Linked DNA regions of Danio rerio: region 2 is linked to region 1. A link is a contact called in public Micro-C data. All regions are on one chromosome and are shown on one strand. Each heading gives the region's core, a stretch centred on a gene start, on an enhancer-like site or on the middle of the called end of the contact. The rest is flanking DNA. Distances are from core to core; before and after follow the strand shown. Region 1 has its middle 59 kb from the start of xkr9. Region 2 has its middle 37 kb from the start of msc.

What was found. A called contact is a pair of places that touch in the nucleus more often than the background predicts.
Region 2: a Micro-C map of caudal fin shows a contact between it and region 1, with 9 times the contacts expected there. The contact joins two enhancer-like sites. A contact is called at or near these places in 3 of 18 Hi-C or Micro-C datasets (caudal fin, embryo and hematopoietic stem cells) and 1 of 4 datasets of contacts at active chromatin or transcription factors (caudal fin).

Annotation. Positions count from the first base shown.
Region 1 is chr24:15,614,668-15,620,029 of GRCz12tu, forward strand. No RefSeq gene overlaps it. Among named protein-coding and RNA genes, the nearest start is that of xkr9, 59 kb to the right of the region's middle. Within about 2 kb of position 3,489, at least 4 of the 62 cell types and tissues checked have an H3K27ac peak or open chromatin away from gene starts, as enhancers often do.
Region 2 is chr24:15,216,085-15,220,810 of GRCz12tu, forward strand. It overlaps a transcript of eya1 not described here. Among named protein-coding and RNA genes, the nearest start is that of msc, 37 kb to the left of the region's middle. Within about 2 kb of position 2,112, at least 12 of the 62 cell types and tissues checked have an H3K27ac peak or open chromatin away from gene starts, as enhancers often do.

The DNA of each region.
Region 1 (5,362 bases), core at 2,239-4,738:
ATGGGGAAGTTCTGGTTCTGGTGAAGACCTGCAAAATCAGACAGCCATATCAAACCAAGCGCTACGTCAATCTCCTTTCCACTGGGGCCTCGTTATACAGCCATCACTTTTTTCAGGGGCTTTTTTAGGAGAGTAATTATAGCATTACCATTGGTTTGGTCAAAACAGTGAAGAGTGTGTTTTCTAAAGAGTATATTTTTCTTACCTTTCATTTACTTTAAATGAGACTCAAGGTGTAAATTCGCCAACACAGCATTTATTTTGCTCTGCGAGCAAATGCAAGAGGCTGTTTGATGCTTGTTAGTGACGTCATTTAGCAACTAAAGAAACTGAACACTTAAATTTGTGTTTGGTCAACATTATGGCAAAGTTTTTAGTGCCTTGAAAAGTACAAGCATTAACGTACAAGCGAGAGTAATTACAGTGGCATCTGGATATGTTTCTACAAGCACTAAATGTTACACAGATGTTCTGAATAAGCCTATGTTGATTCAGCTTATATATTGTGCGTGTATGCACACGGACAGACTCACACATATGTATACGTGTGTGTGTGTGTGTGTGTGTGTGTGTGTGTGTGTGTGTGTGTGTGTGTGTGTGTGTGTGTGTGTGTGTATATATATATATATATATATATATATATATATATATGTGTGTGTGTGTGTGTGTGTATGTATGTATGTGTATATGTATATGTATACATACAGTGCCCAGCATAATTAAGTACACCCCACTTTGAAAATAAATAATTTTATTCATTTCCCAGTGAATATAGGTAATCTATTTTAGTGAATTTAAATAAAACTGGTTTATTAAACAGATATATTTTTAAAATAATAGTTTAATCAGCAAACATATTCAGAAATTGAAAGATAATACAATTAAATTCAAGCTAAATGTTGAAAAAAAATTCCAACCTACAAAATTTAAACAAATTTTTACTTATATATGTATTTATTTATTTATTTATTTATTTATTTATTTATTTATTTATTTATTTATTTATTTATTATTATTACTATTGCTTCTCTTGATTTTTCCTCTTTTTTAAATTTGTATTTAATATTTTAATATAACACATAAATTTGGGTGTACTTGTTTTTGGACTGTTATTTTGTTAGATAAGCTCCAGATTTGGCTTCACTACTGACTAATCTAATGTATATGCACACATATAATATTATATTTCCATTTTAAATAAATATGAATTTAAAAGCATATAGCCTTACAAATATAAAAAGTGTAAATATTGTGCTATTTATTGTGCATTATTAAAGTTGTTTGCAAATAATTAAAGTATACCTATTTAGTTTTACTAAAATGCTTACTATTTCAGTCTTTAGAGGAAAACTGTAAAAACATTTATAATACAGTTGTGCATGTAATATTGCTTGTGTTAAGATATGTTAGAAATACTATTTCAATCTTAAGAAAGATTCTACGTTTTAGGCAGATTTGACGTTTCTTTTCAATTGCTTTTTAGTTCTATTTTGATTGTTTTTTGTAAAATGTCTAGCAGTAGTACCCTACACCTATAGGCCTATTGTTTCTTTTTCAGTATATGTAGCCTATATGACACAATAAATAACTAAAAATCATCGATTCTTGAACTCTTTGTTTAAAATAAACAATGAAGCTGGATGGGAAAGACTTTGCGTAATTGAACTTGACGTGGGAAGCTTCCCCTCTTTCCTGTAATTTCAAGCTTTGCGCGTGATGAAAATAGGAGTTAGCATTGCTGAATTGACAGATGAGGCTCAGACGGAGCCGTTGATGGGGTCAAACATGTCGTTGCCGGGTCACCCTTACCTTTTGATGATAGGGATTTTTAAAGAGGCACAAATGAGGCAAAGCTAACCTAAACCTTCAGAGTGAGACGCGTCCTCGTGACTGACTGACACCTGTCAATCTTCATCACGCCGCCGCTCCTTCTATCGGCGAGTTTTTGCTGACTGAAGTTCCTCTTCCCTGTCCGGTTCTTCTTTTAATGAGTGTGACTGGTTTAGTCACGAAGCAGACTGAGGTTTTAATAGCTGTCAGTTACCTGCTAGCACTCGATATCCCTCCAGCCTGCCTGAGCAGATGGCTATCAATTTCCAGTTGTGAAAATCAAGCTTATACAAACACTAGGACCAGGACGCATAGTCTTTAATATCCCTTTTTGATTGATTTGGTTTGTGGTGGAAGTGAGGGTAGATTTTTTTTTTTTTTTTTTTTTTGGTTCGGCCGGCTGTCATGCTCCAAGAGTTCTGTGAAAATCATTAAATATGAGCATATGAGCAATGGTCCGTCTCATCCGGGTCGAGCAGCAGGTGAGATCTTCTCCTGCAACTCAGTTAAACGAGAATTCACTGATGAAACATTAGTAGGATGTTAAATACCTGTATATTTAGTCGGAATTATAAATAAGGTTAAATGTTTTTAAAAATGTGCAGGAATTTGTGTTTTTATTTATTTAAAGTAATGATCTGAAGGAATGAGCGCGTTTTTCTTCAATACAGCTTGATATCACTATTGTTTATTATTATTATTATTATTATTATTATTATTATTATTATTATATTTTATAAGAGCAGCCTACTTACACTGAAGCAGTTAGTCTATACTGACGTTTGTCAATCTTCTAATTATTGTGGCTAAAGAAAAAGCTTGCAAAATAATAAATAACATGGTTTAGTATACTTGTTTGGTCATTTATAAATTCACAAAAAAAATATTTTAAATAAATAAATAAATAATACTTTGCCGCCTTCCTAAGGAGGGAAATATTAAACCTAGTCTGTATTAACAGGGTATTTGACGCTACGCAAGCATTACAATATATACAGCGTACACTTACAGTTACAGTAAAACCCGAACAAGTGAAATTGGCACATGCACTGTAAAAAAAAAAAAAAATCATGGTTGCCTTAAATTTTTAAGTTGAATCAAATAACCTTATGAGTCCATTGAACTTACATTTTGTTAAACTGGTCTAAAACACCTTGTGTAACCTATAAAATTAAGTTAGAATATAATTAACTTAGTTTAATAAGCACTAATTAAAACATACCGTCATAAATAATTTATCATATATTTTTTTACAGTGTGGAAAAGCAACTAATGTATTATCTTATAGCACTAAGCAATTAGCTACTAAAGGCTAAAACAAAGAAGCTAAAAATGTACAGATAATTTATTAATAATAATATTAATAATAATAATAATAATAATAACCATGATATTATGTTTTAATACACATTGTTTCATCCAAACCTATTTATTTTGGATTGAAGTGTCGGACATTTGTGTTTTCATTAAACGCTTTATTTCTGAGAAATGTACATTGTTTTACGAGGGAAATTTAAACTAAGCGCCATCATGTTTATAGAAATTCAATCTTCTCTTTACAGACGCAGTAGTGCTCGCGCCGCTCTCACAGTGAAGTTGTGGCACATGCGGCGCGCGCACAGTGTGTGGCGGTGACATGACGAGCCGCGCGGCCTCCAGACCACAAAAAACCACTTCCCTGTCATATAACCCCGTACGAACCACTTCCCTGTCATATAACCCCTATATTTCTGCTCCAACAGGGAAAAGAGACACACGACGAAGCAGCGTTTATTATAGGCGACATGTGTAGGACATGGACATGTGATTTAAAGATCAGTAGCCTAATTGCAATGCACTCATTTAGAATGAATGTGACCAGTAGTTCTAATATAACTCAGCAAATAAATACAAGTAAAATCTAGGCTACATCAAAGCAGAATACATTCTATGAAAAAAAAATTCTAGAATCTGATCTTATATTCAAACAAGCATTTTCGTATTTTTATTTTATTTTTTTTTTTTACATTTTTGTGTACAGTGACAGTGCATGTGTTTAGCTGGTGTGCCCACAGTCACGGATGTGCAAAGTTATTGTAAGATGAAAAATTTTATTTTCTGCGGTAGGCCTATTGACGCATTCAAAAATGTTTTAGACAACACCATATGTGTATATGTATTTAAATAAAAAAGTAATCATGTAGCGAGATATGTACTGTAAACGGGAGCGATTATTGCAAATATATGTAAGCTATTACTATTTAATTAATTGTTAAATTATTAAATTATTCGCATAAATGCATTCTTAAACGAAATTATATTTTCCTGTTGTATTGCACATTTTTTAAAGAAACCGAAAGAAAGAAACACGTATTTACATGTTATCTATAGTCCAATAATTGAGATATTTAATATATTTTTAAGAACCGACAGATTACTGTTAAAAACTATTTGTTTAAACACCATTAAATTTGCCAGTGATTTTAAAATCATTGTCTAGGACTGAATTGCGACTGGAAGAGCATCCGCTGTGTAAAACATATGCTGGATAAGTTGGTGGTTCATTCTGCTGTGGCAACCGCTGTTGAATAAAAGGACTAAGCCCAAGGAAAAGGAATTAATTAATTTTAAAATCAAACTTTTTCTTTTTCAATATCTTTGGAACTGCAGACTCTAATGTAAACACAAATACAAACCCAACAGTTGGGTTGAAAAATTATTATTATTATTAATTTTTTTCTAAGTAGGCCTACTAACCAAACCTCCATAATAACCCACCGCTGGGTTAATACAACCCCGCACTTGTTTGTGTAAGCGAGCGAATATTTAATGATATTATTATCATTTTTTTAATGATTTAAATAATGTTCTGTGATTTAGTTTTTCATTGACATGTTTATGATTTATTGATTGATAAAATAGATTCTAAAGAACTTCTAACGTCAACAAAGCAGTAGGTCTAATTACTGAAGAGAAGTTATTATGATAATGAAGCCGGGTCGCATTGCACTGTCCTTAAAAAAACAAAGAGGACTCCTAGCCTTAGGTTTAGGATCAGTTTCATGAAGATTCACTGACATCTTCTGGATGAGAGTGGGAAATACCTACATGTCGACTGTGTCTTAAAAACTACCTAGCAGCCTACTTAGAGACTATTTCCAAGCATATAATTTATGTTTAAAAAATAAATAAATAAATTCAGAGTGACCTTAGAGCATGACATTTAATGGGATCAGAGACATAAATGAGTTTTCTAAAATCAAATCTATATGAAAAATAAAATGCTGTAGTAATTCATAGGAAATGTTAGTGTTTCTAAACCATATTTGTATTAGTCTGCATGTATGATAGTATTTACAAATATTTTTTAATAGGCCTAAATGCAACAACATAATGTATTAACTTTTATGAACTAATAAACCTTATTAAACACTGTACTTTCATTTTTACAATTTAAATGTGTTGTATTATAGTGTATCTACCCGTGTAATTGTAGAAACTTTGCACTGTAAAATCTAATCGGTTAAGGTAACTCAAATAATTTGAGGAAATC
Region 2 (4,726 bases), core at 862-3,361, 400 kb before region 1:
TTATCCTACCCATCAGGTTATGCATAACAATGACTTTAAATTGTTCTTGGTTAGGGATTAGGTAAGTTAAGACAATTACATCTTCGAATCGCATTACTCCACATTAAAATTTACACTGGTATCAAAATCTTTTGGGTAGCATATTGTGTCACCAAAATGTCCCTTTAATAGTTGGATTTTAGTCTCGGTTTTAACAGTTTTACACACAGCCAGCAGATGTCAGTGTTGATCCACAATACACCACAAACCCAGGACTCTCTTACAGGACTGTGTTAGTGTTTTATTTGAACCTTGGCGTTTTTCTGATTAACACTGAATAATGCTAAAGTTATTTCTGTAATCTCTAAATTTAGCCAACCGCTGTCTGTAGTTTATGCTATGAGGAACAACATCCAGTGGTTTGAATTAATTGAATTCTTCAAATATTCTTTAGTTTAGCTTTCCGTTTCTCAGGTGGAACACATTTTCATTAATATAGAGCCATGATTTGGCCATTTGCCCATGAGGAAGTCCAAATTTTTGTGTACTGAAAGCACATTTCAGAGACAAAATTTCCATGAACAGGAAGGAACTGCGGGTCCAAAGCCAAACAGCACAGTTCACTGAAGGTTTCTTTGTAGTTTAACCAAAAGCACTTACTGCAAACCCATGGCAGGCCAAGATCTTTGAGCTTATGGAAGACTTGGAAGACAAATTTTATTTGTTATCTAATATCCATTCAGTCAACACCAAGGAATAAGAAAATGTTAAACAGGGCCTGTTATGTTGATTATCAGTTTAACATCTGCATTATTTTAGTTTCATTCAAAGCAAGCAGGTCATACAATCTTATGTCGTTAGCTATATAGTGATAAAATAAATCATAAAAAAAGGTCACACTTTATTTAGACGGTCTGCTTGTTGAATTTGTTACATTGCATCTACATACCAACTAATTCTTATTTTATTAAAAATAAAGGGTTAGGGTTAGTGTACATTGACATGTTCTTGCAAAATTTCTTATAGTCAGTTAAATGTCTGTTGAAGGAGCAGTATCAACAGATATTAAGCAGACCGTCCACTAATACTCAAATAGACCATCTAAACAAAGTGTAGCCTAAAAAAAGCAAAATAATTTGTACAACAAATCACTGAAGTGCCGAAATAAGTTCAAAATACACAATTTGTATTTATTTTAAATGGATAGCATTTGTAATTTTTTTTAGAGAATACCTCTCTACTAGAATAACATTTAAATAAAACAAATTCCACAGCTTTATTCATATCCATTCTGAATGTGTTTACAGAGGACTTTTATCGTTTGTCTGATTTAGATATTTTGTTGCCAGATACTTATTATGATTATTTTTTTTTCTTGTATTAAATGGTAATTTTCCAAATCCTTCTTGCCAACAAAATGAAAACCAGAATTTTGTTCCAAGGTCTATGCAATGATCCAATTTCTGTTCTGGAAGCATGCAAATTAGTTCCCATTTATGAAAAAAAAAAAAAAAAACTAATTTGCATAAATAAGTGATTTACAAAGTTTAATGTTTAAATTTTCTGAGTTCAGGTAACTGTGGAATAAATGAATGCCTATAACTTTCATATTGTACTTGTTAGACATGTAAGGCTATCACAATATTATAATAATATATAATGTAACCTTAATAAAAACAACACATAATATATTATATACAATATATACAATTTGATAATTTAATAATTTATATAAAATAATATCTTAATAATAATTTATATAATGCATATTTAGTATACATGCAGTGCAGCAAAATGTTTCAAAATATTACACCACCAGCATGACTGACCAATCAGAAACGAGCATATCAGAGCTTTATATAATACAACGTTGCATGTTTACACTGGCAAACAATAAGCCCCTTGCCACACACTGCCTCTGAAGATGACTTTCTGTTCGGAGTGCCAAGTCACTTCCCTGAGCTCAGTGTAATCCACAACTCCGTCCGATACGGAGCGTCACGAAACATGGCAGACTGTGAGAAAGTTTGGTGGTGCGCTGAAGGTCACTGCGAATATTACAGGGTGTGCGATGTGCTTGGCTGGAGACTTCCTGCTGGGACGGGGGGAGATGACACAGTTTTCTTTTAGGCAGGTGATAGAGTTTCCGCACAAGAGCAAGGCGCTCTTCTCTCCAGAGAATGGAGCCTCTTTGTGGCTGGATGTGCTCCGAGAGGAAGGTCAAAGCAGCGGAGGGAGGGGTGATGAGGTTGAGCATTGACAAGAAAACATTTCATCAGATATTGCCCTCACTTCCTATTGATTTCTTGCCCGCTCGCTCCTGTCTTTCTCTCCTCGCAATTATTATTTCAGAGTTCCAGGGGTGGCGTTGGCAGCATTTGTGAGCATTTTCTTATGGTGGCCTGATTTTGGATACTGATATTTGCCTGCAAGGTATGCGTTATTCACTGCTAGCTGTTTACAAGAAAAGGGTGGGAGCCACTGCTATTGTGGACGGAACAAAAGGGTTTAGGCGAGCTCCTAAAGGCCATTGTTGTTCACAACGCCACACATTTCACTAGTCTCCAGGGCTAAGGTGTGTTTGGGAATAATGCCACCTGTGAAAATGCTCTAAGTGTCAGTTTTCACAACACTGAAGTATCGCAAAACAAAACTATTATATCAATGCTATGGACAAACAGTACCTGTACACAATGTTAACCGCTGACAGAATTGATTTGAGAATGCCTTTTTGGATTGCAGTTTTGCCTCAACTGTAAACTAAAATTGATATAATCATTCTAAGAATACTAAAAAATAAAATCATATTTAAGAATGAGGAATAATTTTGTTTGAAAAAAAAAAGTTTGTCTTGATATTACCACACCACAAACAATTAGGAGTTTCTACTGTGGCCACTTAGTTTACTCAAAATTAAGATTTACTTACTATTTTCTCACCCTCAAGTGGTTATAAACCTATATTATCTTATTTCTTTTCTTTAATAAAGGTCTTGAAGGAAGCTAAAAACCCATAACCACTGACTTTCATAGAAGGAAAAACATACTGTAGAAGTTAAAGGTTACAGGTATCAGTAACACTGTTTTGATGGTCTGTTTAAGTATTAGTAGACTGTCTGCTTAATATCTGTTGATACTGACATTTAACTGACTATAAAAAAAAAAAAAAAAAACTTTTCAAACACGTCAACTTACACAAACCCTAAGCCCAACCTAACAGTCTACTTATCTAATGAGAATTAGTTGGTATGTAGATGCGATGTAACTTAAATCAACAAATGGACCATCAAAATAAAGTGTGACTCAGGCATCCAATATTTTTCAGATAATAATTTTTTGTCATCAAAGATCAAGTTATCAAAGGTCTGAAACTAGTTAACTGAGTAAATGAGTAAATAATCAAATTTTCATTTTAGGTTATCTATTTCTGTAAATAGCCTTTAAATTAAGTATTTTACCATTAGTAGCAATATCAAGAAAGAATTTAGGCGGAATTAAGACAACTCATCAATTAAGATCTAACAAACTGACAAATTAAAACAGGGCCTTTAATAAAAGAGATATAGGTAATGAAGTGTATTTGATCATTTTAATTTTATTCTAACTTCTAACTAAAACAAATAGTTGATTAATTACTCTGTCAGTCATGTGTAGTTAGTTGGTCATATGCTTTACTTAATGTGTATTGAACCACGAAGTTAAAGACTATGACAAAATTGCTAGTCACTATTGAGAAAATCTGACACCGCATTATGACACAAGTGTTCTTACAATGGACCAATGATCAACTATTGAAACAATATAGGGAGCAAACAGGAGTAAACTAATCCCAGGATTTTTAAAAATTTTATTATTATTTTTTTATTTATTATCTTTTTTGTTGTTGTTGTTGTGTTCAAGCAACTTTGGTCAGACCAAGAACAAGAAATTTTATATAAACAATTCAAAAAAGTTATTTTTTTACTACTCTACATCTACAAAATTATTTATAAACTATGTACAAAAGTAGTAAAAAAAAGACATAAAATTTACATTCCATCGCATGTTAAATTCTTATTTTTATGTAAATAGTAGTGCTTGTTATAAATGATGTATCTGTGCAATTTTATTTTGTAAAATAATTATTTTCCTCTCTATAATCTGTTATAAAATACCACAACCTTCACCCCCCCTGCTTTAAACAAGTTTTCCTAAATTCTGGTCATATGGCATGCCTTTTAGGCAGGGCTACTGGTTAATCCTGCCTTTGTCCATTTGCCAATCTTTTTCATTTAGTTAGCAACACCCATCGATAATTCAATTGGTTCCCAAATGATAAAATACTGTTTTACATAAAGTGTTCCAAATATTTCAGATGAGATTTTAATGTGTGTTAAATGTTTTATCCAGGAATGTATTCACCCATCATTCATATTACCTTAACTAATAAAAATGTACTCTTTTGTTCCACAGAAGGAAAGAATTTCATACAAGCTTAAGAAAACATGAGGGTGAGTAAATTATCATTTTCATTTTTGCTTAAAGTATCCGTTTCATTTATATATAATTATTTACCAAATTTATGGATTAAGTTGTCAGGATACTTAATTTCCTGTATACCTGTCAAAATAGGCTACTCTGAATAGTAACTTTCCAGTTCTTTTAAATAGATGCACTAGTTTACCCCAAAATGAAAATTTACTTCCATTTTCACAAAGGAATATATATTGGACAATGTTGGAAGCCGGTAAGCATTGGCACATTAGGAA